Regions from separate parts of the Triticum aestivum genome. Here region 1 is linked to region 2. Evidence: chromatin contacts called from public Hi-C data. All regions are on one chromosome and are shown on one strand. Each heading gives the region's core, a stretch centred on a gene start, on an enhancer-like site or on the middle of the called end of the contact. The rest is flanking DNA. Distances are from core to core; before and after follow the strand shown. Region 1 holds the start of LOC123092636. Region 2 holds the start of LOC123092635 (mitochondrial substrate carrier family protein V).

Region 1 (3,012 bases), core at 25-2,524, 180 kb after region 2:
TGTCATTTTATCTCCTCTCTTTTATTTTAATATTGGAAATATTTCGGAGAGAAAAACAATAAAACCAAAATGATCCTCTTTTCAATTTGAGAAAATTCAGATATGAAAATAAATGAAACCCCCAACTCTCTGTGGGTCCTTGAATTGCTTAGAGTTTCTAGGATCAACCAAAATGCAATTAAAATATGATATGCATATGATTACCTATGTATAACATTTCAAATTGAAAATTTGGGATGTTACAAAAAAGAATTGCTCTAAAAATGTGTAAAATATAGAGACATCACATAGCCATGTAAATGGCGACGTAGCTGAGGGGTTGATAGTTACCTGTGCAACCACTGCTCCTTGTGAGATCGACATACTCTACTTACCGTGAATTGCAATAGCTTTGTGTCCCCTTGCACGTCATTACATACATTTAAGTGCATGTGGAGAAGGTGAGAGAACCGTGTTTATGCCTCGGTAATTTATGTGAAAATAACACGGTAAGTTGCATACCACAGGTGTGGTAACTTATGTAGGCGGGGCGTGGTAATTTTTGGCACAGAAAAAAAAGTTCGTCGCAGCATACCAATATCGGATTTAGTTCTCGCGGCGAATCTTTTATTTAAAAATTGTTTTGGCATCTGACCGATGTTTGAGCTACAAAACATTTAGAATTTTTGAAAAAGGTGAATTTAGTATGACATCAGATTTTTTTTTCATCTTCTAGTGCATGCATGTAATTAGAGAAAAAATGCACATGAAAAAAGAGTGAATCATCCTAATGTAATCATGCATGTAATTAGAAGGAGAAGGGGGTGTATGATAGTTTTAGCTATATGACACATCGTGTGCTAAATATCAGGGTCGCAGGCCCCTTCGTGCCACACGTATGTCACTTTACCATCTTTTTTTTGAAAAATAAAACCCATAGAAATGCGCTCGTCCGGCCGTCCGTCAATTAATCCGCAACTGGCTTGGCCCGGCGAAAACCAGGTCCGTATACAATAGCTGCACGCGCCGGACGGGTCACGAGAGAAAACCACACGACACGGTACAGCGCACAGACACAGGAGGGGCGAAGTGAAGGGCAGCAATAATGGGGGATGGGTGGCGCGAGACAGGTAGTAGGGGTAGGAGTAGATAGAAGTCGCCGTCCCGCGCCGGGCGCCGTGCCTACAGCAGGCGCTTGCTGACCTCACCCACCCTCACACGCCTCGCGCCCCCGCACTGCCGCGACTCCGACAAAACCGCCCGGCCCCCCACCACACACCACCCCGGCCGTCCGCCCCCGCCCCGCGCTTTACCCCTCCCCCGTTCCTACCACCTCAAGATCCGATCCATCGCACCCCACCTCTCCAGTGTGATCGTCCGCCTCCTCCTCGTGACCCCCGACGACGACGACAACGGAGGCCAGCTCAGTGGCTCGCTCGCTCGCTTTCTCTCCCCCAAATCACTACTTCTACCATTACCGGCCAGACCGAGCCGCAGGGCGCTGCTACGAGGGAAATAGAACCGTAGAAGTAGAAACTCAGCAGCACCACCCGCCACCCACCTACTACTAACCGATAGATAGATAGGCAGGCGGGGTATAGGAAACGGGAGCAGCAGCAGCGTACTACTAGTGCGACCACCACCACCACTACCGCCGTGCTGCACCCGCCTGCAGGTCTCTATCTACCCAGTGTCCACCTGCGGCTTTCTTCCCTCCCTGCGCTTCACTCCCTCTCTGCCCGTCGCTCCCTTTCTCGCCAGGTGAGGTGAGGCGCCTTCTGCTTCTCGGGTGGCGCAGTGGCGGCCGGCGGCTCTTTGTTGCCTGGGTTGAGCTCTGCTGATCTGCGTTCTTCTCTGTTGTTGCAGATCTGCTGCTGTTGATCCCCAGCTCGGATCTTGATGATTTGGGGGCTCTTCTTCAAGTGATTGCTGTTACTTCTTTGGCCTGCCTCTACCTGGTATGTTTGTCAATTACTCCAGCTGTGTGTGTTTTGTTTTCTTTTGCTTTCTGGGTAATGTGTGTTTTTTCGATTCTTTGGGATTAGTGCGAGAGAGTGAAGAGTGGAGTAGTACTATACTACACTGGGTTTCTGTTCAGGTTTAATGCTGTATCCCACATTGTAGATTCTTCATTAACCAGCCCCCCACCCCCATCGTGGGTGATGCAATCTGTGGACTGGTCCGCAAACAAGGAAAACTTTATTTTAATCTACTTCATGCTAAATTCGAGTCGCAATTTCTTGTCTATCTTCGTTATTCAGTGTCCGGCACGGCGGATGACCCATCAATCAATCATCTATTTTTTTCTTTCTTCTGTTAGTATTATCTTGTATATGTACGAGTACAGTTGTACAATTTTTTTCCTTCTGGCTGGTAGTCAGGCTTCCACGTTCACACAGGCTCACAGGATTATGTCTTGTCTTTTCTCATGTTCTCCACCAAAAAATCAAATGGACAAATAGGTTCCCTTTTCTTTTCTTGAGGGAAACGGGGAAAGATGGTCCGATGTAGATTTAATACTGGACTAGTACCTTGACTGAATTATTGAAGGCTGGCTAGACCCCGTGCGTTGTACTTGTGCATCACTACTATATATTTTTTAATACAGGCTACCGCACGGTCTGCACTAATATATGAATAGCTTCACCCCGACCTCCCAACTTTGTTGTTCCCTTTTCCTTTTTTGTATCTAAGATTGTTAACATATCCAAATTAGAACATTATCATGTCAAAAATTGTCTGTCTGCAAGTCCCGACCAGCTGAGGGCACGGGGACACGTCATAAATCATCAACCCAGGATCCCTGGGAGACAAAATGATGTGATCATCCACCGACAGATTCATGGCTCTAAATTAAGATAACCAACACAATATTAAATCTGTACAGCGACACTGTGTGCTATTGCTGATTACTAACGCCGGTTAATTTGTATTCTGGCCGGCAGAAATATAAAAGCTCCTTGTTTGACTGAATATGAGCCCCGGGATTTAAGAGATTGTGGTTTCCTGAATCTTTTTCTGTTGAACCTTTCA
Region 2 (2,714 bases), core at 50-2,549:
TATGTCAAAGAAGCTGCAGTTATCCCAGACAAGCCACCGCCTACCATTCTGACACCAACGTCGGCACCCAATCCACCATTGCTGTCGAGACCAGGTATCATCTGAAGCCACTGCACACCTCAACATTAATCAAATTAAGCACATATGATAAGTGGCAAGAAATTGCATGTGATTTTTATACGAAAACACCTGTACTTACATTCTTATATCTCTCGTATGTATAGAAACTAATCGAGGAGTAAGGTAACCGATGTGCAATAGTTACAAGATTTCCTTTCCAGAAGGCTCGTAGCCCTTCTTCATAGACAATGCGGGACGCTTCACGCCATATACTAGTGTTGCGCATCGTAGCCACATCTGAGTGCATTCCTTGAACCTGCGCATAGAAATGATACAAATTTCAATGGCAATCATACTATTATTAAGAAAAGAGGACAACAATACACACACACACACACACACACACACACACACACACACACGCACGCACGCACGCACGCATGAGTGCAACCGGGTTCAGCAATGTCCGGTCGGCCGTGCGTCCATGTGCGCACAAGCTCATGATAACATCCGGCTGAGGTGTAGGGCGTGGAGTGCGCCGCGCATACGCGACATCGCGCCGCAGCACAAGTCATATATGTGCATTAGGATTTGATTTGTCTTTACAGTTTGTTTTTTCTTTTGCCTTGGTGTTAGATTGCTCAAAAAATGAATTAAAATTCCCATTTCTCCAGTATCCCAAAACAGAATCATTCCCGAGAAGCTCAATGAAGTAAGATGCAACTCGTTGCTTATACTAATATACAGACACACAGTTAGGACGAATTACAAGGGCAGAGTTAGGACGAATTGGCTCTCTGGATAAACGGCGCACCTGAAACAGGATGGTGAGGCGGGCGAGCGGCGCGGTGCAGGTCTTGCTGACGGCGCCGGCGACGCCGCCGGCGAGGAGGTGGAGCGTCGTCCCAAGCTTGGGCTGGTTGTGGTGCTGCTGCGGCTGCGGCTGCTGCTGCTGCTGCGTCGAGTACCTCCGCGCGGCGACGGCGGCGGCGCCGTCCACGGTCGCGGCGGCCATCCCCACGCTCGCCTCCGTCTGCAGCCGCCCCCTCCCTCGTCGCCAGTCCACCGCCGCCTCTGAGGCGTGGACACTAGCGCGAGTGACCGGATCGGCGCGCAGTAGGATCGCGCGAAGGCAAGGCGGTCGTCACTAAACCCTAGAGTTTGGGGGCGGACTGTGGGCGCAGGGCTTAGGGTTTGGGAATGTTTTTTTCTTTTGTCTCCGATGTGGGTCGGCACCGAGACCGACTTGGAGAGAAAGAGACGCTCGAGTAACGGTATAAACTTAGCATCTGGTTGATAATACCCTTTTCATAAAATAAATTACTTATATTTTTTCGGGGTCATGGAATAATTATCTTATACTCCTATAGCATGTTAAAAGCCATGAATATTTGTTGTTTATTTTATGAAAAAATAATTATCAATCAGACGGAGTAGAGAAATCAAGCCAAAAAATCAACAAGACTAGATGCGCATAAACTTTCCGCACGGCGGCCATCGGCAAACGAGGTCGGTGTCGCCGCGGAATATGCACAGCATCTCCGGGATGCGCTCGCTGCCGCGCCCCACGGTGTCCCCTACGTGGCACTGTGCCTGTTTTGGGCCGGGCTGTGGATCACATCTTACAACGATCTGCAAGTGAGGAAGATAGGATGGGCCTCGCACTCCCAGCCCTGCAAGCTGCAGCCAGGCTCCTCCTACTCGTAAGGTGGGCCGAGGCTAAACGGGCCCCCGGGTTACAAAGAACACTCCACCTTCCCCGGTCACGATAAGTGACGCACATGCAGCGCGCCACTTGTCGCAACCTGGGAGTTTTCCCTTTTTTCGTAGATTCATTTATTCAAAATGTTTTATCTCTTAAACCATGCTTCCAAATCTCAAACTGTTTTAATCATTGGATCCCTCGCGTCGAGATTTTCAAAACTAGATCCCATGTTGATAGATTTTGACGAACTTTTTTTCACGAAAAAACCGGACGAAAAAACCACACCAGGAGCACGTTTTTTTTCTCTTTCTAAAAGAGGCACGCATGTGCCTCTCAGGAAATCACAACCGCGCCCGTGGAAGCAAAACCGTGACTCTCGTGGAAGGAAAAAAAACAGAAAACGTGTTTTTTTTTCTTTCCGAAAGAGGCACGCCCGTGACTCTCGCGAAAGCACACCCGCGCCTCTGGCGAAAGCAAAACCGTGACTCTCGCGAAGGAAAAAAAAATAGAAAACGCGTATTTTTCCCTTTCCAAGAGGCACGGCCGTGACTCTCGCGAAAGCACAACCGTGCCTCTCGCGGAAGCAAAACTGTGATTCTCGTGAAAGAAAAAAAATAGAAAATGCGTTTTGTTTTTCCCTTTCCGAGAGGCACGGCCGTGACTCTCGCGGAAGTAAAACCGTGACTCTCGCGAAAGAAAAAAAACAGAAAACATGTTTTTTTTCGTTTTCGAAAGGCACGGCCGTCACTCTCGCTAAAGCACAACCGTACTTCTCGTGGAAGAAAAACCGTGACTTTTCTTGAAAGGAAAAAAACACGCTTTTTCGCGCAAAATTGAGAAAAAACGAAAAAAAAAGTTGGTCGAAAGCTAAGGAAGACCGGGGTAAAACCAAAACGTCCAAAAAAACCCGGAAAAAAACCCGTTTAAAAAGCCGAAAACGCGTGCGAAA

What was found. Hi-C and Micro-C count contacts between places; a contact is called where the count stands out from the background.
Region 1: a contact with region 2 is called in a Hi-C map of leaf, with 4 times the contacts expected there. The contact joins the promoter of LOC123092636 here to the promoter of LOC123092635 in region 2. A contact is called at or near these places in 3 of 5 Hi-C or Micro-C datasets (all in leaf).

Annotation. Positions count from the first base shown.
Region 1 is chr4B:448,674,055-448,677,066 of IWGSC CS RefSeq v2.1, forward strand. It overlaps LOC123092636, which reads left to right and starts at 1,275. Exons shown (of 4, transcript XM_044514446.1): 1 at 1,275-1,740; 2 at 1,846-1,937.
Region 2 is chr4B:448,491,967-448,494,680 of IWGSC CS RefSeq v2.1, forward strand. It overlaps LOC123092635 (mitochondrial substrate carrier family protein V), which reads right to left and starts at 1,300. Exons shown (of 7, transcript XM_044514444.1): 1 at 875-1,300; 2 at 200-376; 3 at 1-110. The coding sequence starts at 1,075.